Regions from separate parts of the Ovis aries genome. Here region 1 is linked to region 2. The links are chromatin contacts, called in public Hi-C maps. All regions are on one chromosome and are shown on one strand. Each heading gives the region's core, a stretch centred on a gene start, on an enhancer-like site or on the middle of the called end of the contact. The rest is flanking DNA. Distances are from core to core; before and after follow the strand shown. Region 1 holds the start of LIX1 (limb and CNS expressed 1). Region 2 holds the start of LNPEP (leucyl and cystinyl aminopeptidase).

What was found. Hi-C and Micro-C count contacts between places; a contact is called where the count stands out from the background.
Region 1: a contact with region 2 is called in a Hi-C map of tail adipose tissue, with 3 times the contacts expected there. The contact joins the promoter of LIX1 here to the promoter of LNPEP in region 2. A contact is called at or near these places in 2 of 16 Hi-C or Micro-C datasets (skin fibroblasts and tail adipose tissue).

What each region holds. Positions count from the first base shown.
Region 1 is chr5:94,211,234-94,215,137 of ARS-UI_Ramb_v3.0, reverse strand. It overlaps LIX1 (limb and CNS expressed 1), which reads left to right and starts at 2,286. Exons shown (of 6, transcript XM_027970526.3): 1 at 2,286-2,581. The coding sequence starts at 2,500.
Region 2 is chr5:93,987,022-93,991,354 of ARS-UI_Ramb_v3.0, reverse strand. LNPEP (leucyl and cystinyl aminopeptidase) reads right to left here and starts at 1,450. Exons shown (of 18, transcript XM_012178991.5): 1 at 1,344-1,450. The coding sequence starts at 1,362.

The DNA.
Region 1 (3,904 bases), core at 1,037-3,536, 220 kb before region 2:
GGGGCAGGAGGAGAAGGGGACGACCAACGATGAGATGGCTGGATGGCATCACTGACTCGATAGATGTGAGTCTGAGTGAACTCCGGGAGTTGGTGATGGACAGGGAGGCCTGGCATGCTGCGATTCATGGGGTCATAGAGTCGGACACGACTGAGCGACTGAACTGAACTGAACTGAACTGAAGCACATGTTCGGGCTTCTCAGGTGGCTCAGTGGTGAAGAATCCATGGATCCCTGGGTCAGGAAGATCCTCTGAAGAAGGGAGTGGCCACCCACTCCAGTATTTTTGCCTGGGAAATCCCATGGGCAGAGGAGCCTAGCAGCCTACACTCACTGGGTGGCAAAGCCTCAGACACACTTAGCAGCTGAGAAACAGCAGCAAACATTCTCATAGTTCACCTTTTTAGAAAAATCTCTGGAGGTTGAAGACAGGTTTTAATAAAGGCTTACCCTTCCTTCTAGTTAGCATTAATGGTTCCTTTGATTTCACCCTATGAATATGTGTCCCTTTTTATTGATGAAGGGATACAAAGTTGACTATGGAAACAAAAGTGATCTTTATGAAAACAATCTAGCTTTTAGGAAATAAATCTATGACTTTCCAGAAGTTTAGAAAATGTATGTTAATATTTGTGTTCATTTGCAATGCAGCCATAGAGTCACAGATGTTGGATCTAAAAGAGAGCGTCTGGCACAAACCCCTAATTTTTTAGATGAGGATTCCAAGTCCCAAGAAGATGAGTGACTTTCTCAAAGTTACACAGATAACAAAAATCAAATCCCAAATCATACTAATACCAAATTCAGTGTTCCTTCTTCCACCTTACACATCTAAAGTACTACTGGAATTAGATTTAATCCCATAAAAAGTCCATTGTTGATTAAAATCCCAGCATTAATCATTTCTAATTTTTCTGCTTATAGATTATCAGTCTTCTTTGAGAATGCTGTACTTTTTGTTGTTGTTCTTCTTCTTCTTCCAATGGGAATGTTTCCAATTCAGTTATCACACTGAAAATATTATGCATTCATTTATACTTCATGTCCAATCAGTGTATAATCGTTTTTAATCTCCAAGCCATCCAGTTTCTCTTAAATTATAAACTAGATGGCAAGGACATTGATGATTTCATGTTACAGCGCATGGAAAGTGCACCTGTGTCTTCACGTGAAGTGTGATTCTTTCCATTGATTTTCTTTATACTATCTTTGCACTCTGGGGCAGCCCTTGTGGGATATACATATTCCTGTGGGCATTTACTAAGTGACAGTCCTTATAATAGGAATTACTATTCTAGCCTCATTCCTTCTGTTTCCTTTTATTAAGCCCACCCCTTCTACCAACTAGCTGAAGAAACTGATCACATTGAAAACATTTTATATAGTCTTTAAAGGACTGCATTCAGTTAATCATATGGTACAAGATGATTATGGAATCTGGAAACTGGAAAACAATCTCTTATGCCTACCCTGGAAAAATATTTTAAATAAAAGTAAAGAAGTCCTCAATAATCCTTCAACTAATATGGGTTACAGCCACTGAAATCAATTCTTTTATATCTGGTGTAAAACCTTGTTACTGCAGTGGAATTCTATGACATGTCTCCTGTGAAAAGACTATTTAATATTGTTGTCAGCAGTGTAGGACCTCAATAGAAAAAGCAGCTTTGTTTTCTTCAGATGTTTTTGTAACCACCTATATTCTCTGAAACATATTTTTACTTCTCCTGGAATTTTTAGTATAAAAAGTTATCATGAAGAGAAGTGAATGATATCAGAATTCATTAAAATCAATCTTGGGAATGATTTGCCTTGAAGGATAAAGAGGGAAACAAATGTTGCCAGGCAAAGCCAAAAGACAGACTATGAAATTTTACTCGTCACTGCCCATCAAAAGTGACTATAATTTGGGTGGATGAAAAAATTAAACACTTAGCTCCCAAAGAGATGCTTCTGAATTCAAACTGAAAGCATGATCTAGAGCCTGGCTACATCCACAATCTTTATAGCACTTTTACCAAAGAAGAGTTTAGATTATATGGATTCTAAGCTGGAAATTCCTTTGCTACTAAGGAAACTTTCTTGAGAAATCATCTTCCTGATTCTATGTACCCGAAGACAGCACATCAAAAGATGAATGACCAAAAGAAATACCGAAGTCAGCCAGGCAAAATCTGGTTGGCGAGGAAGGCTGTTCGCATGATTAGTGAGCTTCCCCAGCTAGCCTGTAGGTGGGTGTGTTTAACAGAAGGAAGCAATGGGAACCCGCCTGTCAGCCAGCCTTTAGAGCTAATTAGCTCAGCATACAACAAAGATAAGTGAGCCTGGGAGGAGGGCCCCCTGAGGGGTCTTAAGATTCTGGGAAATGTCTGATTGGCAGATGTTAAAAGAGATTCTTTGGTAATCCTGTGCATCAATGAGCTGCACAAATTCAGACCAGGACTGCAAGAATCCAGGCATGAGGGCACTGTGCAGCAGGCTCGCACAGGCAGACACAAGATGGACAGAACCTTGGAATCCCTGAGACACATCATTGCCCAAGTCTTGCCTCACAGAGACCCGGCTCTGGTCTTCAAAGACTGTAAGTACTGCAGGGGAAAAAGTTTTTTTAGACTGTTTTAGAAAATAGTCCTAAATGTCTAGTCACATCTTATTTAAGTATGTTTTCTCCTAAATCTCTGTAGTCGTGTGCTGTGGTCTAAGTGGTATTTAACTTGTTCCTGACTTCAGTCAGGAGAATGATTTCATTTCACCTACGGGTATCAGTCGCTGGGTTACTTTTTTCAATGATACATCTTGCTAACAGTTTAGAAGTCTGTCCTAAAGCCTAAGACTCGCCTCAGACTTGATGAACTTTTCCAGATGCTCTTTAAAATAAATCAAAGCTGATTTGGTACTAGGATTAAAACAAAAAATAATTTGAAGACGATAATAAGATATATCCCCTTTTTAACCTGTTTAGTCCTCCATGCCATTTATTAGTTTTGTTAAAAATGTACTGTGTTTGAACTGTTTTGTTGCAAACAAAAGTTAACAATAAATCACTGCTGAGCTCTTAAATTTTGATAACAAATGATAACACTTTAGTTAAAAGGCCAATAAAATAAGATGTCTTCCCACCTCTACAACAACACGTTCCCCCTACACACACACACACATACACAGACACACACACAAACTAAACAACTATGCAGGGCAGAGTTATTTCAAAATCTTTTTTTAATGATTATGAAAAATAATTCAATCAAGATTTCCAATTCTGGCAATACTATTAAACCATTTGTCATGTAACTTTGTTTCTGGAACCAATTTGACTTCCTGCTGCTGCAAGACAGACTATCTTCGCCTTGTATCTTATCTACAGTGGGGTTCATATTACAAAGGGCTTCTGAAACAGAACTTTGCAATGGAGCTGCCCAAAAGGTAAAATGCATATGGAATTTTTTTTTTTTTAAACTTCAGTAAGTTACAGCTTTCTTCTTTGGGAATCTCATATGTTTGTCTCCATCAAAACATCAATGGTTTGGATTTTTGCTTTCTGATTGCTGAATAATGTTCGTTTCCAGATGTCCTTTTAGTTTATATTTCTCATATGTGTGATGCAGAGATGTTAGGCAATTTTATTCTATAAGATATTCTTCCTAGAAATCAAATTGTAACCAATTTGCCCTCTAAGGCATAAAGTGAAAAATCTGCTTTCTTTTTTCTTTCTTCATTTATTTCTCTTTTGTTCTCTTGGTTTCTAATTTTCTTGCTTTCTTTTAAATACTGTTTTCAAGCATGTGTCAATAGCTGTGTTAGAACTAACAAAAATCTCTCCCCACCCCCTCCCGTCTAGCCTGGAATCTATTCAGGTTTGGCATGTTTTTTAAGTGAAGAGGCAAGGAAAGACTGCATATCTCCT
Region 2 (4,333 bases), core at 201-2,700:
AAATTCAGAATTAAAGCTGTCATCATTAAACCTAATTAAACAGTACAGACAGGAAGATGGCAGTAGAATAAAGCATTCTGAATTAGGGACAGGGAGAATATAATTAGTAGTTCGCAGTCCCAGGGATGAAAACAGCATACAACAAAGTCTGGCTCGAGTTTGGGACATAGTGGACAATGTCTCTGTCTCCCGGGTGGCAAGTGACCCACCCTAACAGAGGCAGACTCTGCCTTCTATTAATGCGACAAACTCTCTACCTTAAGTAACCAACCACCCGCAGGAAAACACATGTCCACTAGGAGAGTGAACTCTCCCATTTCAGCGTGAATTCTCCCTTGCTGGCAGTTTTCCTACTTTCTGTCCCCAAAAGGGAATCTATATACTCAACACCGCAAACTGAAAGGCATCTCACCCCTACATGGCACTTGTGGTCCAAACAAAAGCCACGGTTTTAAGGAGGGTGGTACGGATTCGCTCCCTTCGGTCAGTAAAGGGCTATGACTGTTAGCCGAACCTCCTGCAGGCTCCGGCTTTGGACACTCGCCTCAAGTCACATTGTGATATCACCGTGACGGCCCCTTGATATTTAATGAGTCTCGACTGAAAATTTAAAAACCGATCTTATTGGGAGCCAGGGAGAGGAAGCTTGAACCTCCTGCGGAATGCCTCCGCAACAGACGGGGAGAGCGGCAATGCGGGCAGGAACCTCCCCGGCGCCCAGCCGGGGTGATCCAGCTTTTCTGCAAGTTTTTCTCTACCTTCCACTGAATTAACCTAACAAGCCCCCACACCCACCCAGCCCTATCAGGAAAAGTCACGCCGGCAACTCGCCGAAAGGCAGGGGGACAGCTCCGGGAGCGCCACCCAAGTTGAGGGTTTGACCGCCCTTTAACCCTTCCCGCCCCAAAGCCCACTCTGCACCCGGGGCAAACCCAAGCTCTGCCAACTTTCCCGGCAGCCCCTCCTCCAATGCACCGCAGCCCAAACTTTGCAGCTCGCCCACCTGGCTGCGCAGAGGAGCGAGGTGTCCGGGACACCGGGTGTCCCCATCCGGGACGGGCGGTGGCGCTGACCTTCACGCCAGCAACCCCGGCCCTCGACCCCCGAGCCTGGCGATTGCCGCCTCTCGCCCCCTCCCCCGAGCCTCCAACAGCCTCCCCCCAGGGTCCCCTACACCAGCACCGCCCGCCCCCCCCCCCGACCTCACCGCAAAACCTCTCGTGGGAAAGCTACGCTGGAGGCGGCTGCAGCTCACCCTCGCGTGTCACGACTCCCCACGACCCTCTGGGCCCCGGGAGAGCCCGGCTCCCAGCCCCGGCCTCCCTCCGGCCGCGCCTACTCACCATTGGTGAAAGGCTCCATTATTTGCGGCCCCCCTGCCCCGGGCCGCGGCTCCTGAGAGCGGGAGCGCGCAAGCTTCCTCCTCCGAGAGCTCCGAGCGGCCCTGCGCACTGAGCATGCCCGGCGCGGCGCCCAGGGCTGCCGGGGAGGTGCCGCGAGGGGCGGCGCCGCTCCGCCCTCTCTGGGATCCGCCACTCCGGGTTTTGCAGACAGCTGCAGAGAGAGCCGGGGAATCTAGCGGGGCGGCTCCTGGGAGGCGGCGGGCCTGGGAGGGGCGTGTCCAGAACAAGCCCCGCCCCGGGCAGGAAGGCCGACGGGCTCACGCTCTCGCTCTCTCCGGTCCAGCGCTCGGAACCGCGCTCAGTCCCTTTAAAGCAAACGGGATGGTCTGTCGCGTCTGGCAGGTGTCCCGGCTGTAGACGGTGGGAGCCCGGCACCACGCGCGTAACACATCGCCCCACGGAGCGGACATTCCAGAGATGGGACGAGAAACAGGCCACAGACGAGGCTGAAACACACGCCCCTCCTGTTGAGCCTTCAGTTAGGGTGATGGGAGGCAGACCCAGTGGGGTCGCTGGTTCGGATGGCTGGGTGAGGACAGAGACCTGGGTGGGAGGTGGCCACGGGCGCCGAGATCTGAAGGCAGAGTAGGTAGCAGACTGCGGGTGCAGGGCGCTCCGCTGAGTGCCCAAGCTTCGAGTTTCCCCGGGGGAGTCCACCTCCCTTCGGCAAGGCTCCAGGGAACAGGCACTCTGTGTCGTCTCCTTAGGCTACTCGCTCTCCGCACAGTGGTCCCAAGCGATCGATGGCCTGGAGACTGAAAGGGGGGCTACCGCCGGGGGCAGGCACCCGGGGTCCTGTCCCCGGGCGGCTAGCGGGTTTGGGGGCGCCGCCTCTACCTCCCGGTGCAGGCAGATGACAAAACGCGGCGCTGGATCCGCCCGGGCCAACTGGCGCCGCAGGATGTGGGCAGAAGGCCTGGCCCCGCGGAGCCTGAAATCAACACCTGGCGAGGCTCCCCCCTCCACCCCCCTCTCCCCCAGGGTGTCGCCTTTGCGGCCCGGCCGGGAGGAGCTAGGCCCGAGAAACGGAAACTCCCTCGGTCGCTGCCCCGCCCCGCCCGCATCCAGCGCCCCAGCCTCCAGCAGCCCCCCAGCCATCACTGTTTCCGGCGTCAAACCCCGGGCAGGGCCGGCGAACCTTTGGGACGGAAACAACCCGGGGGGCGCCGTGAGCCTCGGGGAAGCTCGGCTGGGCCCCCGGCTTCTTCATCCCTTGCTCAGAGGATGCATCGCCGCCACGGCGCGGAGATCGCAGCCCTCCCAGGGCGCGGCTACCGCCCCACATCCCCTCTCCCCTCCTTCCCCCAGCGCAGCCCTGGCCCCAGCAGCAACTTGGCTCCCGCGACGCCTCCCGGCGCCTGGCAACTGTCACAGGCTCTCTTCCGAGGCTGTCAACAGCAGGGCGTCGCGTGCAAACAAGCTGGAAGAGAGCGCAAACAGCCTGGGCGAACGGGGACGGCCGCGGCGCTGTTTGACCCGAGTGGGAATTTAGAAATTAGGTTTCGAAGAAGTAAAAGCTGCGTGCAATTATTGTATTTTGCAGTGTTTCATTTTAAAGTGTCGATCGTATTAAATCGCCCACTTCCGCTTTAAAACCTCCTGTGGATACCAACGACACTTAGAATAAAATTGAAACTCTTTGCCTGAACTCTAGGACCGCATCTCCTACCTGTGCCCACGATGCTTTGTGTACGGAGGCCCTTATGGCTGTTCCTGAAAGCCGCCAAGTTACATCCAATCATTCCTGTAACGCGTTCCTCGTGGATGAACTGTTGCTTCTGCCTCGTGCTTTTCCCTGCTTATTCCTTCTTGTCTTTCAGTGCTCAATTCAAATGTCATCTCTGCAGAGCTCTTCCCTGACCCCCCCCAAAGGAAAATAGGTCCAAACATGATCTGCTAAGTAAAGACTGACCCCTGCTTTATTATCTTCACAGCACTGTCTAAAACAATGTTTTTGTTCCTTCTTTCATTATTATCAATCTCTCTTTCCAGAATGCAAGCTCCAGGAAGACAGGGTCATTACCTTCATAAAGGGCTGTACCCTAGGATTTGTGAATGGATGCCACAGTATTTAGTGTTCTAGGTCTTTTGCAGTGTTGAAAACCCTTCCAGAGAACATTTCTGTATTGAGTGATGTGTTTGTGGTCAGTACAGAGAAGGTCTGTATCATATGACATTTCAAAGCTCTCCCCTCTTCTCTTGGTTTGTTAGTTAGTGTTAGTTGCTCAGTGGTGCCCAACTCTTTGGGACCCCATGGACTGCAGTCCACCAGGCTCCTCTGTCCATAAGATTTTCCAGGCAAGGATACTGGAGTGGGTTGCCATTTCCTTCTCCAGATGATCTTCCCAACCCAGGGATCGAACCTGGGGCTCCTGCACTGCAGACAGATTCTTACCAACTGAGCTACAAGGGAAACCACTTCTCTTAACATTGTGTTAAAGATAATCAGAGCCCTTAGGCTGCCTCCTCAGCAACCCCTCCCCCTTCCCCCTACACCTGTCTACTTAAAACCAATAATAGGAAGTGAATCACCAGGGCTGGTACAAAAGTGTTCAAATATTATATAGTATTTGTAGTGCTGGGTTTTGTTAAAAGGACCCCACACATTGTATTGCTTAGAAGGAAACTCTTACCTATATTTTCAGTTCAGTTCAGTCGCTCAGTTGTGTCCAGCTCTTTGCAACCCCATGGACTGCAGCACACCAGGCCTCCCTGTCCATCACCAACTTCTGGAGCTTGCTCAAACTCATGCCCATTGGATCGGGGATGCCACCCAACCGTCTCATCCTCTGTCCCCCCCTTCTCCTCCCGCCTTCAATCTTTCCCAGCATCAGGGTCTTTTCCGATGAGTCAGGGTCTTGTCATGTTCCTTTGGAGTTATTTTTGCAGTCAAAGCACTTAGAGATATTTACAACTCCATAGCTTGTTAA